Regions from separate parts of the Pan troglodytes genome. Here region 1 is linked to region 2. Evidence: chromatin contacts called from public HiChIP or PLAC-seq data. All regions are on one chromosome and are shown on one strand. The core of a region is the stretch at or near the end of the contact, and the rest is flanking DNA. Distances in the headings are between cores, read along the strand shown.

What was found. HiChIP or PLAC-seq counts read pairs in DNA pulled down with a chosen protein or histone mark.
Region 1: a contact with region 2 is called in an H3K4me3 HiChIP or PLAC-seq map of stem cell-derived excitatory neurons, with 4 times the contacts expected there. The contact joins the promoter of CARD19 here to the promoter of PHF2 in region 2. A contact is called at or near these places in 1 of 7 Hi-C or Micro-C datasets (stem cell-derived neural progenitor cells) and 1 of 1 datasets of contacts at active chromatin or transcription factors (stem cell-derived excitatory neurons).

Annotation. Positions count from the first base shown.
Region 1 is chr11:45,333,537-45,339,756 of NHGRI_mPanTro3-v2.0_pri, forward strand. CARD19 (caspase recruitment domain family member 19) reads right to left here and starts at 3,305. Exons shown (of 4, transcript XM_054658259.2): 1 at 3,117-3,305. The coding sequence starts at 3,123. LOC107976714 (a long non-coding RNA gene) reads left to right here and starts at 3,787. Exons shown (of 3, transcript XR_001720876.3): 1 at 3,787-4,145; 2 at 4,501-6,220.
Region 2 is chr11:44,854,147-44,860,923 of NHGRI_mPanTro3-v2.0_pri, forward strand. PHF2 (PHD finger protein 2) reads right to left here and starts at 1,359. Exons shown (of 22, transcript XM_016961190.4): 1 at 1,071-1,359. The coding sequence starts at 1,168.

The sequences.
Region 1 (6,220 bases), core at 2,055-4,554, 480 kb after region 2:
CTAAGGCACAGTGAGAAGATAAGGTACCTGCCCAAGACTGCAACCAGATATGAAGTAACAGATCAAGATCCAGGCCCAGGCACAGCCATGTTGAGGACCACCTCTTGATATTCAGACGTTCTGCCCCTCTAATTAACATGGAAATTCACTGTAATCAGCTACAGCAGTCTACTCCCTGCCAGTCCAAAAGCACGCCCAAGGCTGTCCTCTCCAGCATTGCCCACTTGGCTGAGCACCCAGTAGGTGCTCACTAAAGAGTTCTGCAGGCCAGACGCGGTGGCTCACGCCTATAATCCCAGCACTTTGGGAGGCCGAGGCAGATGGATCATGAGGTCAGGAGTTCAAGACCAGCCTGGGCAATATGGTGAAACCCTATCTCTACTAAAAATACAAAAAAAATTAGCTGGTCGTGCTGGCACACGCCTGTATTCCCAGCTACTCAGAAGGCTGAGCCAGCTATTCAGGAGGCTAAGGCAGAAGAATTCCTTGAACCCGGGAGGCAGAGGTTGCAGTGAGCCAAGATTGCACCACTGCACTCCAGCCTGGGTGACAGAATGAGACTCTGTCTCAAAAAAAAAAAAAAAAAAAAAGAGTTCTGCAATGTATGGTCCAAGACCCAGGGGCAAGGGCTGTAGGTGGACCGTGGCCAGCATCCTGTAGCGGCTTCCTCCTGCCCTGCAAGCCGCTAACCAGGCGGAGCCTCCGCTGCTGCAGAGCCATGAGTCACCGTGAGCCGTGAGTCAGCTGGCACAGGCCGCACGGTCCGGAGGCTGAAGCCGGGCTCTGCGGCTTGGGGGTCCTGTGCTTCCTGTGGTTGCGAGTTGTGCACACAAACAGGCAGCACTTGGAAGCCAGAAAAGGCACAAGAAGGGAAACCATCTCAGTGCCAGCTCCCGATAAACAAGTCCCCGAACTGTTTTTACAGGACAAAGGAAGATGGCTCGCTCTGGCACAGACCCGGCAAGCCTTCACCACGCCCTACATCCCCTTCCTTCTTGCCAGGCTGGCACCAGGACTATGGACCCCCATTCAAACACCCCAATATGAACCTTCTTATCAGCCCAGACTGATGCCCTCAGCCTGGCATTCAAGGCCCCGTGGGAGCTGGCCCCACCCACTCTCACCGGGCCCTCTAGGCCCACAAGACATCTCAGCCCAGGCTGAGAATACCTGTTCCTTGGTTTCCACCTGGTTAATTCATGTTCACCTTGCTGTCCTACATGCAAAAGGCCTTCCTGAGTTCCTGTCATCCCCAACCAACTGGAGTCCAGACACTTGGGCATCAACCTCCTCTCCCGAATTTCTTCCAGGAAACCCCTTCTCTCAGTGCTCAGCCCAACTAAAACTGCTCACTCCCCGGCACAGCCCAGGGGGTAACTTGTCAAGCACCTGCCCCACGCAGACACCTCCTCAGCGTTCTGCAGGCACTGGCTCACATGCGCTGCTCACAGCGAGGGCTGGCGCAAGGCAGGACCCCAGTTGGTGCACGGAGGCAGTGAGCCTGGGACTATGGGTCTGCAGCCTCGCAGGGCTGTCCATATGACCCTCCCAGAGCTGTGCTCCATGGGCCTTGGTTCCCCATCCCAAAAACTAAGGGTTGTGAGGGAATGTCTCCAGGCCCAGTGAGTAGACATAGCAGGTAGGAAGCATACACTGGACAAGGTGAGGCCTACAGTCAGAGCCTTCAGGGACCCCTGCCTGATGTGGTTTCCCAGCTCCAGGGTCCCCTTATGCAAGGAAGCTTCCCTGACAGGCAGCAAGGGACAAAGTCCCTTTGTGCAGGAAGGCTCCTTAATGGACAGCAAGGCCTCAGGCTCTGCCAACACCCAGTCCCTGGGACAGGGCTCCCTGGAGACCAACACAGCTCTGAGTTGTGTCCCACGCATTCTGATGAACTCACTAAGGGAATTACGGAATCCCAGCCTGGGCAGGGCACAATTTAAGACTTTGTTTCCCCATCTGTACACAGACGAGATATTCCAGGTGTCCCCATCTGATCATTTTCAAACAGGAATCACCCAACACAGGGTCCAATGCACAGTAAGTGCTCAGAAATGAGAGCCACAAATAAGAAGAGTTAGAAGGGAGGACAAAGGGGAGCAGGTGGCAGCTGGGGTCTCTTGTGGCCTAGGCTGGAAGTCTCTTCTGGCCTGGTGTCCTGGAACTCATCAGTTTCCAGCCCATGAGATCCTATTTGTGGGCAGGACCTAGGCTGAGACTCAAGAGAGCGAGCACCAAGAGAGGACTAGGGACTTCTGGGGCTACCCTGAGTCCCTGAGCCAATTCTGCATGAAGTGTAGCTTCTGGGAACCCCCATACTCCCTGGCCGGGCTGCCATGGGGTCCTTTACCAGCCCATCACCCTCATGGGGCTTCTCCAACAGGGGAAGGTCCACAGGGCAGAGTCACCCTGTTTGGGATCAGGAGGATGGTGGGCAGGTCCCCAGACCAGAGAGGCCCTGGGGAGGAAGGCTGGGCTGGGGCCACTAGCGTGGAGCACAACAACCTTGGGGGGTCCAGTCGCTGTCCCCGATTCCCTTAGAACTAAACAGGGGCAAGAGCGTCGTGGACCACCGAAGGAGTCTGGGAGACTCCAAGAGTCCCACAGGAATCACATGCCGCCGAGGAACGCATCGCCTGTCCCGCGACCTCGTTGGGGTGGTTGCAAGGATGGAGCGTTGTTTCCGTGGCCAGAATCACAGTAGGACCGCTGTGAATTCTCTCCGGTGTCATTTCTACCACCTCCTACTCTTTCAGACCAAATTCCCCACCACGGGACACACACACATTGGCAGTGGCTGAGCCCAGACCGCGGCTGTGCAGCCCCACCCTGGAGCTGCCTTGTAGCCCCCGCCCTCTTCGGGCGCCGCACCTGGCCACCACCCATCATGCCCGGCACCGCCTCGGCTGGCACGGCCCCGCCGGGTAGAAGCCCCGGGACACCCACCACTTCGCGGGGGTGCACTCGCGCACCACCGACAGCTGACGGGCCAAGGTCACTCGGCCCCCGCTGCCCAGGCGCGGCCTGCAGGCGACTCGCAAGGCAGCCGGACCCCCAGGCCGGGCCACCCATCCAGGGCGCCCGCATCCCTGCCGCCCAGCCGACCCCGTGCCCACCTGTCATGGCGACGGACACAGCGCCGCCCGCAGTCCCCAGCGGTCTGCCCCGCCGCGCGTCCGCCCCTCGGTCAGCCGCCCGGTCCACCAGCTCCAGCGAACGCCGCCCGCGGGCCGTGCTCGCCCGCCCCTTTTGGCTAGGCCAGCCCCCGGGCTTTGGCTGTGTAGCCTCGGGGACTCTAAACCCCGCCCTTTGACGAGCCCCGCCCCCTACCGTTAGGCCCCGCCCCTTCCGCGCCCGCTACGGCTCCCCCAGGGCTCTAAACTCCGCCCCTCTCACTCGAGTCCCGCCCCCTTGCCGTCCTGGGATAGGCCGCTGCGAGGATCCTGGAGCCTTGCCCCTCACTCGAGCCCCGCCCCCTCCGGCGTCGGCTTCCGCGCCTCCCGGAGTTCTGAGCCCCGCCCTGCACCTGAACCCCGCCCCCTCCGACGACGGCTTCCGAGCCTCAAGGAACTCCCCACCGGGCCCCGCCCCTCACTCGGGCCCTGCCTCCTCCGGCGTCGGCTTCCGAGCCTCCGGGAGCCCTGGGCCCCGCCCCTTACTCGAGCCCCGCCCCCCTACGTCGTCGGCCTCCGCGCCTCCAGGGGCCCTGAGCCCCGCCCCTTCCTGCTCTACCATGCCACTGCGGGCGTGGGCGGGCGCCACCGGACTCCCGCCCCTCCCAGCGTCAGTTAAGACGCCGCGAGGGGCCCAGAGTCCCTCCCCTCGCTGGGCCCCGGTCCCGCCGGCGTCTATAACGCCGTCGCAGCGGCCTTTAACCCCGCCTCTCACTCAAGCCCTGCCCGCGTCCAAGTCCCGCCCTCAAGGCGGCCTCAGCTACGACCGCCGCGCGCCTCCCTGGAGGCGCCCGCTCCTGCCCGGAGCCCCGCCCGTCTTGGGCCCGCCCTTCCGGGCCCTGCCGCGTTGAGTGGCGGAGTCGGGATCCAGGTGGCCCGCCGGCCGGCTCAGTCCACCGCCCCGCTCCCGACCTCGCGCCCCACCCCTTGGATGAGAAAACTGAAACTGAGAGGGGACGTGACTGATCCAAGGTCATACAGAAAGTCAGGCCCTGGGGAGTACAGGGCCAGGCCTGGGGCAAAAGGCCGGTGGGCGTCCAGTACGCCACAGGGACCAGCCAAAGGAGGCAGTGCCCAGTGATGCTTTCCCAAATCCAGGGGAGAAGGACTCAACGGTGTGACCTCGCTCGGCGGGGTGGGGGGGGGGAACACCTTCTTGGGGGACCCCAGTCCCCCACCTTCAAAAGAAGACACTAGCTTGACAGTGTGACCCGAACTAGAGAGGTCACTTAACCTGCCTGAGCCTCAGTTTCCTGGACTGTGAAATGAGTGACCTTGGGCCAACTCCACTTCCCTCCCGCTTTCCCTCCTGCTTTCCCTCTCGTAGGCCTGGCCTTTCCAGCTCCGGAGCCCGCCACAAGAAGCTCCTAGCCCCACATGATGTGAATGCATTGGGCCCCAGCCAGGAAGTGGAGACCCGTGAAGGAAGGAATAGCAGCACTCTCCCAGCCAGCAGCAGCAGTTTCCCTTCCTCTTTCCTTCCCTGCCTGTGTGGGCCGTTCCCCCATAGCAGCTCTAATTTGAGATGCCAGAGCCTGACCCGGAATGGGGGCCCAACTCAGTGTCCCCTTCTCGGACAGCACAGTGGTCCTTGCAGTCCATGCGCCATCTGTCTCTTTGCCTCAGTTCTCCCCTGTGCCATGACCTCCCATCAGGGCCGGCATAGGGGGCATCAGGAGAATGGGTGCAGTTGTCACCTGGAAACCTCAAAATTCTTGGGGCCCAGTCATGGTCACTATACAGCAGCCACCCCTGTCCCCAAACACTGAAGGTGAACCCCGTCCATGCTCCCCAGGAGGCCAGGCTGCCATCAGACCCAGCCTGCCCCAGGCCCATGTACAGGGCCGTCCCAGGCCAGGAGGGTAGTGGACCAGCCTGTGGGTCCCTGCAGGCCTCTCATCTGCTTGTGTGCCTGGGTGAGTCCAGGCTGGCTCTGGGCTCCAGGTGCTCCCCTGGAGGACCCAGAGGGGGCTTCCCCAGAGGGCCTCTTTTGCCCCAGTGGGATGCAGCCTGACCCCAATTCTTCTGCATCCATCACACTGTTATGACGTCTAGTACTTACTTCTCTGGGTTTATTTTGCACACACTCCTGCCCCTGAGTGATGTCAGAGCCATAAGGGTGGCGACGGAGTGGAAGGGGGACACAGTGGGGACTGCAGGGGCTCCAGGCACTGTCCACCTTCAGGGAACCTTGACCCCAGCCCCTTTTAGGAAAGGTAGCATCCCACCTTCACATCCACTCCTGCACCCTCAGGACTGCCCCTGGCCATGTGATGAACAGGGAAACTGAGGTTTGGAGCATGAAGCCCCTTGCCCAAAGTCTAGCAGCCAGATGTGGCCTCCCAAGTACAGGTCGCTGTTCCTCAGCCACCTGAGGGTTTGAAAAGGATTTACTTAAAGGAACCCAAGCCTGCATGCAGGGACTGAAAGCCCTGTGCCCTCTGGGATGTGCCCTCCAACCCTATGAGATGGAAGGCCACGGCAGAAAGCAGGACAGCTGCTGGTGCAGCCAGGGGTGTACAGCCTGGATGCCCACCACGGGGGCTGCAAGCAGGCACGGGCACCGCATGGTCAAAGGGCAGATCCTGGGCATTCCCCCTCCCCCAGGCATAGCACATGCATCCTCCCTCCGGGCTAGCTCTTGCCAGCTGTGGCTGCCTGGACCCCAAATGGAAAGTGAGTTCTTGGGAAGGTGGAGGGGCCCCTTAGAAGGAGTGAAGTGAGGTGTGACAGGAAGCCCCGCCCTTGGACACTGTCAAAGAAAAAACAGAGCTGGACTGTGGTTACAGATGTAGAAACAGATTTTTATTCGGGACTCTTGTGATAGGGGAAGAGAGACATCAGCAGAGAACTGGGCTCAATTCCAAATACAGCAAGGACACTTGGGACAGGAGGGGGCTTTGAGGATGGAAAATTAGGAAGAGGAAACATCAGGGTGAAGGGGATTCCGGCTGACAGAATTCTTGCAAAGACAGCCTGGGCTTATGAGACCTCACCCAGGGGATGGTGGGGGTAAGGACCCTGATTGGGTATCAAGGGTGATCAAG
Region 2 (6,777 bases), core at 109-2,608:
CCAGAGGGCATACAGCCCTGGCCAGCCCCGGGTCCAAACACATCCCACAGGCAAAGTCAGATGCAAGAGAACCTGTTGGAGCAGTTTGGGCAACACTATCACCTCCTCTTCCTCCTCCTCCATTTACTTCTTGGTGGGAAGGGACCTGCCCTAGGCATGGGGCCAGGTCATGGCCATCGGCAAGGGCCAAGAGGGCGGGGGTTTTCAGTGTCTCCAAGCGTTACCTCCTTCCCCCCTCCCCATCTTCCTTAGGGAGCATAAAATCATGTCAAAACCGGCGTTCCTGCCGGGAACGGAGAGGAGAGAAACGGGGAAAGCTGAAGGCCAGGGAGGAGGTGGCAAAGCCACAACAAACCCCCCTTACCCAACTCACAGACACTATTCTGTCACTGCACTCCTGCCTGCGGACCTTCAGGCCTGCCGGGTCTAGTTGCTCCGCGGGGGTCCGGGAGGGGTCCTGCCCTCGGGGACAAGGTCCGAGGGAGCTCGCCGGCCACGGCGGAGGGTGGGCGCGCCGGCTGCCACCTCGCCGGAGCCCCCACGGTCTCCCCAGCCCTGCCGGAGTCGGAGCCCGCCACTCGCACCTCTCCCGGGACCCGCGCCGGGCTGCGCGCCCGCTTCTCCCGGCCCGGCCAGCCCCGAGCCCGCCCGGGGAAAGTTCCTGCAACTTCGCAGGGGGGAGGCGGCGGGGGCTCCGGGCCTCGGCCTCCCTCCGGATGCCCGGCCTCTGCGGCCGCCGCGACCCAGCTGACAGGCGGCCCGGCCCGGGCCTGGAGCCCCAACTTCCCCGCGCCCCGAGCCCCGAGCCCACCTCCCGGCCCGCGGGCCTCGCTTTGTGCGCGGCGGCCAGGGGCGCCCAGCGCGGGCCCCGGGCTTGGCGCCCCCGCCCTGGGCACAAAAGGGCGCGCGGCCCGGCACGGCCCAGCCCCGACCCGGGCGCCCGGAATGCGGCGGCGGCGGCGGCCCGTCCCCGAGCCGGGCCTGCGGGCGCGCAGCCGGGGGCGCGGGGCTCGGTCGGGCAAGGTGGCCGGGCCGGGCCGGGCCGAGCCGAGCAGCCGCCGCGCGCTCACCTGCCGTGGAACCAGTCCTTGCAGGCGTCGCACTCGATCATGAAGCGGGTAACGTCGTAGGGGAGCCGGCAGACGCAGTACACGGGCACCGTCGCCATGTTGCCGCGCCGCGCCGCCGCTCGGCCCCGCCGCTGCGCTGCCCGGGTCGGTCCGGGCCGGGCCGGGGGCCGGGCCGCGCGGGGGCGGCGGGGGCGGCGGGGCGCAGGCGGCGCCGCGGCCGGGAGGGGACGGGGACGGGGGCGCACGACAGCCCCCCGCGCGCGCTCCCGGCCAGGCGCGTCCACACAATGCCGGGCGCGCTGGCTGGAGGGGCCGCGCCGGGAGCCGCCCGCCGGCCCGCGGGGCTCAGGGCGCTAGTGTGCGCGGGGGACGGGCCGCGCGCGGGACACAAAAGGGAATGGACGCGCGGGGGCGGCGGGCGGGGAGCCGCGGCCCCACCGAAGGGACCCCCGGCCGCCGAGCGGCCTCTACGTCAGCGCCCCGGGTGGCGCCGCCTCCGCCCGCCGGCCTGGGCCGCCGCTCCCGCCGCCGGGAAGGCGGGCTGGGGAACCCTGCGGGGGAGAAGGTGGGTTGGGGGACCCTGCCGGGGAAGAAGACGGCCGGGGGGGACCCTGCCGGGAGAGAAGGCGGGTGGGGGGATCTCGAAGGTGGAAGATAGGCCGAGAAGGGCCCCCAAGGCTGAAGGTAGACCCAGGGGTCCGCGGGCGCGAAGGTGAGCTGGGGGAGCCTTGAGACTGAAAGTGGGGTGGCACCCCGGGGAGAAGGTGGGCGGGGCCCCGGGGATAAGATGAGCTGGGGGAACCCGGGCAAGGCAGAAGGAGAGACGCGGGGTGCGGGAGTGGAGCCCGCAGGAGAGCCTTCCTAGTCTAGAAGGCCGACAAGCAAATACTTGGCCCTAACTTTCTTCTGACCCCCACCACGGTGGGGGTGTTCCTCCTCCTCGGCCGCGCTGCCTCCCTCCGTTCCCCACTGAGTTTCTGGTTGGGACACCACTTCCCCTTTCCCCTCATTCTCGGCTGGGGACTGCCGCCTCCCTCGCAGGATCCCGCGGACTTCCCTGATGCTCAGCCCCAGAGGAAGGGGACAGAAGCCCGGGCCGGGAGTGCGCTGGCACGGGCTGGTCAGCTCTGTCAAGAGAGAGCTCCCTGGCATTTGAGCCCCCCAGGCCCGTGACCTAAGGGGCCGGGCTGATCAGCTCTGTCAAGAGAGAGCTCCCTGGCATTTGAGCCCCCCAGGCCCGTGACCTAAGGGGCGAGGAGTATGGGAACCCTGGCCCCCGTGTCCAGGGAACTGAGCCCCCACGGTGGGGAGGAGAAGCGGAGGTGCGCTCTGAGGGGTCACTTGCACGCGTTCTAGAGGAGGACTTCCCTGCCCCGCCAGCGCTGCATCCTTGGGGCATCCGCGCTGGGCAGGGGCCACATCCCTGCCCGCCCTTCCTCCCTCACCCTCTTTCTCTCCCCATCCTCCCTCAGCAAAATCCGCATCGTGCTGGGAAATGCGGGCCACCCCTGCTCGGAATTCCAGAATCTCCGGACAGGAAACCTGGCCCAGTCTCCTAGCAGCATCCATGACAAGGCTCCTTAGCCCCTCGGCCCCTCACCATCACCGCCCACCTGCAGCTGCCAAGGGGCCGTTTGCTCCACGGCAGGCGGCTCAATTAAGGTCCTTCCTCCTACTGAGCCAAAATCTACCCTCAGAGTCAGCCACCCACCCCCAACAAGTGACCCCGTGGATACAGACTCAGGGCAGTGCCCAAAGCACTGGGCACTGGGGAAGGGGGCAGGGGGAGAAGTAGCTGGCCATAGAGGGAGAGGAAAGAGCAGGAGACCCCCAGCTCCCACACCTCTGGGCTGGCCAGGATGGCCTGCAATAGGCCTTCCTACCTGAATTCCGGTTGTCACTGGTTCCCTTCCTCCTGGGTGAAAGCCTGGATTTTTTTTTTCTTTTTTTACATACTGAAGTTCTGGGAAAGAAGTAACTCTTAAGCCGTTGTCTACTATTATATAGATAGAATGCTCAGCCTGAAGGTTGAGAGCCCAAAAGGAGGGTTTCAGGTGAGTTGTGCCCACTTCCTTGATAGATACACTCTCCCTCACCCTTACAGCAGTACTAAAGTAGCCAGGTGAGCAGTGCCCAAATGAAGCTGGAAACTTCTAGAGGCTGCTGTGGTGCAGGGGAAGCTGCCCTGATGTGGGCATCCCCCCATCCCTTAACACTCCTATTAGCCTGTTTACAAACAGTGACAGTAGTTAGCCAACATTTAGCAAATGCTTTTACCAGGACAGTGCCCTGGGCTCAGTTCTTCACGAGGTTTTACCAGTACCTAACCAGATGTTTGTAAGCGCTTAGCAAATTCCTGGGTCATGATGGCTATTACTGCATACTCAGGACTCTCCTTTGGTGCCTTTAGGTATTGGTATTAGTGCCATTTCACAGAAGTGAAAACTGAGGCGCTAAGCAATTAAACATCCAGCCAGACAGAGGATGTCAGCTCCCTGGTGAGAGGGCAGAGGTTGGGAGCCAGTGAGGAGCCCTCGGCTGGTCTCCAAGTCTTGGGCCTGTGCTCCCTGCCCCACAGCCACCGCACAGAATGTGTCTGGAGAAGCTCGGCCTCCCTGCTAGTCGTTCAGGGGTGTCCACCCCACCCACCTCCCAGCCCTGCCCTTCAGATGGTCTCCTGTGCCCACCTGTACCTCCTGTGCCCACCAGATACATTCCTTTTGTTCAAAGCCCTTCCATGGCTGCCTGCCATCTATGGGATAAAACAAGTGTCATCAGAAGCCCACAAGCTCCCTCTGTTTGGCTTCTCCCTATGGCTTCCCCTTTCTTTTTGTTTTTTTCTTTTTCTTTTTTTTTTTTTTTGAAATGGAGTTTCACTCTTGTTGCCCAGGCTGGAGTGCAGTGGCACGATCTCGGCTCACTGCAACCTCCGCCTCCCTGGTTCAAGTGATTCTCCTGCCTCAGCCTCCCGAGTAGCTGGGATTACAGGCATGTGCCACCACACCTGCCTAATTTTGTATTTTTAGTAGAGAAGGGGTTTCTCCATGTTGGTCAGGCTGGTCTCAAACTCCTGACCTCAGGTGATCCACCCACCTCCACCTCACAAAGTGCTGGGATTTCAGGCATGAGCCACCGCGCCCAGCTGACTTCCCCTTTCTTTTCTCCATCTCCTTCAGGACACGCACCTCCCCACTCCTCCCTCCTTCCCTCCTTCTCTCTCACTCCTCTACTGAGGTATTTATTGAGCATCTACTGTGTCCTGAGCAGTGTTGTAGACACTGGGGACTCAGCAGAGTCTCAGCTCTGTTGGAGTTCACATTGGAATAAAGGGAGACAGTCAATACATACATCAATGCATACAAGATGATTGGGGAGAAAGAAGGGCACTGGCTAGAGGGACACCCCCCTGAGAAGGTGAGCTGGGGGCAAAGGCCAGGATAGGACTGCTCACAGAGGGTAAGGACCATAGCGAACTCACTCTTGCTTGGTGGTAAGGAGGGAAAGGCCCCAGAGAGGAGGACGGTGGCCTTGGAAATTCAGGTAGCATCTTACTGCCTCCCGCACCTCATTGCCTTTGGCCCCAAACTCAATGGCCTCCTCTGCTTAGTAGTTAGCCAACTACTAACTGCCTCAACTACTAACTGCCCGGTGCCTCAATGCCTGCCCACCACACCCTCCATGTTGCCCAGGGCTCAGCTGCACTTCAGCACTTAGGAGGCTATGCCAGTGTCAAGATGTCCCTACCCGTAACCTCAGTCAGACTGGCATTGTGCAGGTGCAGCGTGAGTGGGTTCACAAGCTCCAGGGCCTCCATGCACCTGCACCCTGGTGCTGCAATGACAGTGCCGCTGCAGCATGGATGTGTTTTATTCCCCTTCCTACCCAGCCATCAGCATAGCCTGCTCCAGGGCCTGTGGTTCACACATTCACTAAACGTGTTGAGTGCAAGTGCAGGTTTTTTGGCAAAATTGGGGTTACATATACATGATATAAACCTTACCATTTTAACCATTTTTAATGCACAGTTTGGTGGTATTAAGTACATTCACACTATTGTGCAACCACCACCACCATCCATCTCCAGAAAATTTGCCACGGTCCCCAGTGGAAACTCTGTCCCTTATAACACCACGCCCCTCCTCCCCCAGCCCCTGGCGGCCACCATTTGCTTTTTGTCTCTATGAATTGGACTCCTCTAGGTATCTTATATACGTGGAATCACACACTATTTGTCCTTTTGTGACCAGTTTATTTCACTTAACATAATGTCCTCAAGTTTCATGCCTACTGTAGCATGGGTCAGAACTTGCTTCCTTTTTAAGACTGAATAATATTCCCATTGTATGTATGTACCACACTTTGTTTCTCCATTCATCTGCCAGTGGATACTTGGGTGGCATCCATCCTTTGGCTGTTGTGAATAATGCTGCTATGAACGTTAGCGTGCAAATAACTGTTGGAGTCCCTGCTTTCACTTCTTTTGGGTATATATCCAGAAGTAGAACTGCTGGATCACATGGTGATTCAATTTTTGTATTTTTTGAGGAACTGCCATACCATTTTCCACAGTGGCTATACTATTTTGCATTCCCACCAGGAATGAAAAAGAGTTCCAGTTACTCCACATCTACATCAACACTTATTATTTTCTGTTTTGTTTTTTTAAAGACTATTTTGGCTACTTGGGGTCTCTTGAGATTCCATGTTTTCTAGAATGGATTTTTCCTTTAGAAAATTTATTTCTGCAAGGAAACAATGTTGGGATTTTCATAAGGATTGCAGTAAATCTGTAGATTGCTTTTAAGAGATTGACCTTTTAACAATAAGTCTTATAATCCACAGACACAGGCTGTCTTTTCATTTATTTGTCTCTTTTTAAATTGCTTTGAGCAAAGTTTGGTAGTTTTCCATTTTCAGTGTACAAGTTTTTTGTCTCCTTGACTAAGTTTATTCCTGAGTATTTTATTCTTTTTGATGCTATTATAAATGGATTTTTTTTCATAATTTCCTTTTTAGATTTTTTTTTTTTTTTTTTTTTTTTTGGAGGCAGAGTCTTGCTGTGTCACCCAGGCTGGAGTGCAGTGGCATGATCTCGGCTCACTGCAGCCTCCACCTGTGAGACTCAGGTGATTCTCCTGCCTCAGCTTCCCAAGTAGCTGGGATAACAGGCATGTGCCACCACACCTGACTAATTTTTGTATTTTTAGTAGACACAGGGTTTCACCATGTTGGCCAGACTGGCCTCGAACTCTTGACCTCAGGCCATCCGCCTCCCTCCGCCTTCCAAAGTGCTGGGATTACAGGTGTGAGCCACTGCACCTGGCTGTTTTAAGATTGTTCATTGTTAGTGTATGGAAACAAAACTAATTTTCATATGTTGATTTTGTATCTTGCTCTTTGCCAAATTCATAGGTTTTGGAGTGGTTTTATGTCTGTGGACTCTTTAGGGTTCCTATATCTTGATGATCTTACATGATGATATAAGATCATGTCATCTGTGAACAGATAATTTTACTTCTTTTCCAATTTGGATGCCTTTTTTTTTTTTTTTTTCTTTTCCTTTTTCTTGTGTAATTGCTCTGGCTAGGACTTCCAGTACTATGTTGAATAGAAGTAGGGAGAGTGGGCATCCTTGCCTTCTTCCTCATCTTACAGAAAATACTTTCAGCTTTTCACCATTGAGTAGGATTTTAGCTGTCAGCTTTTC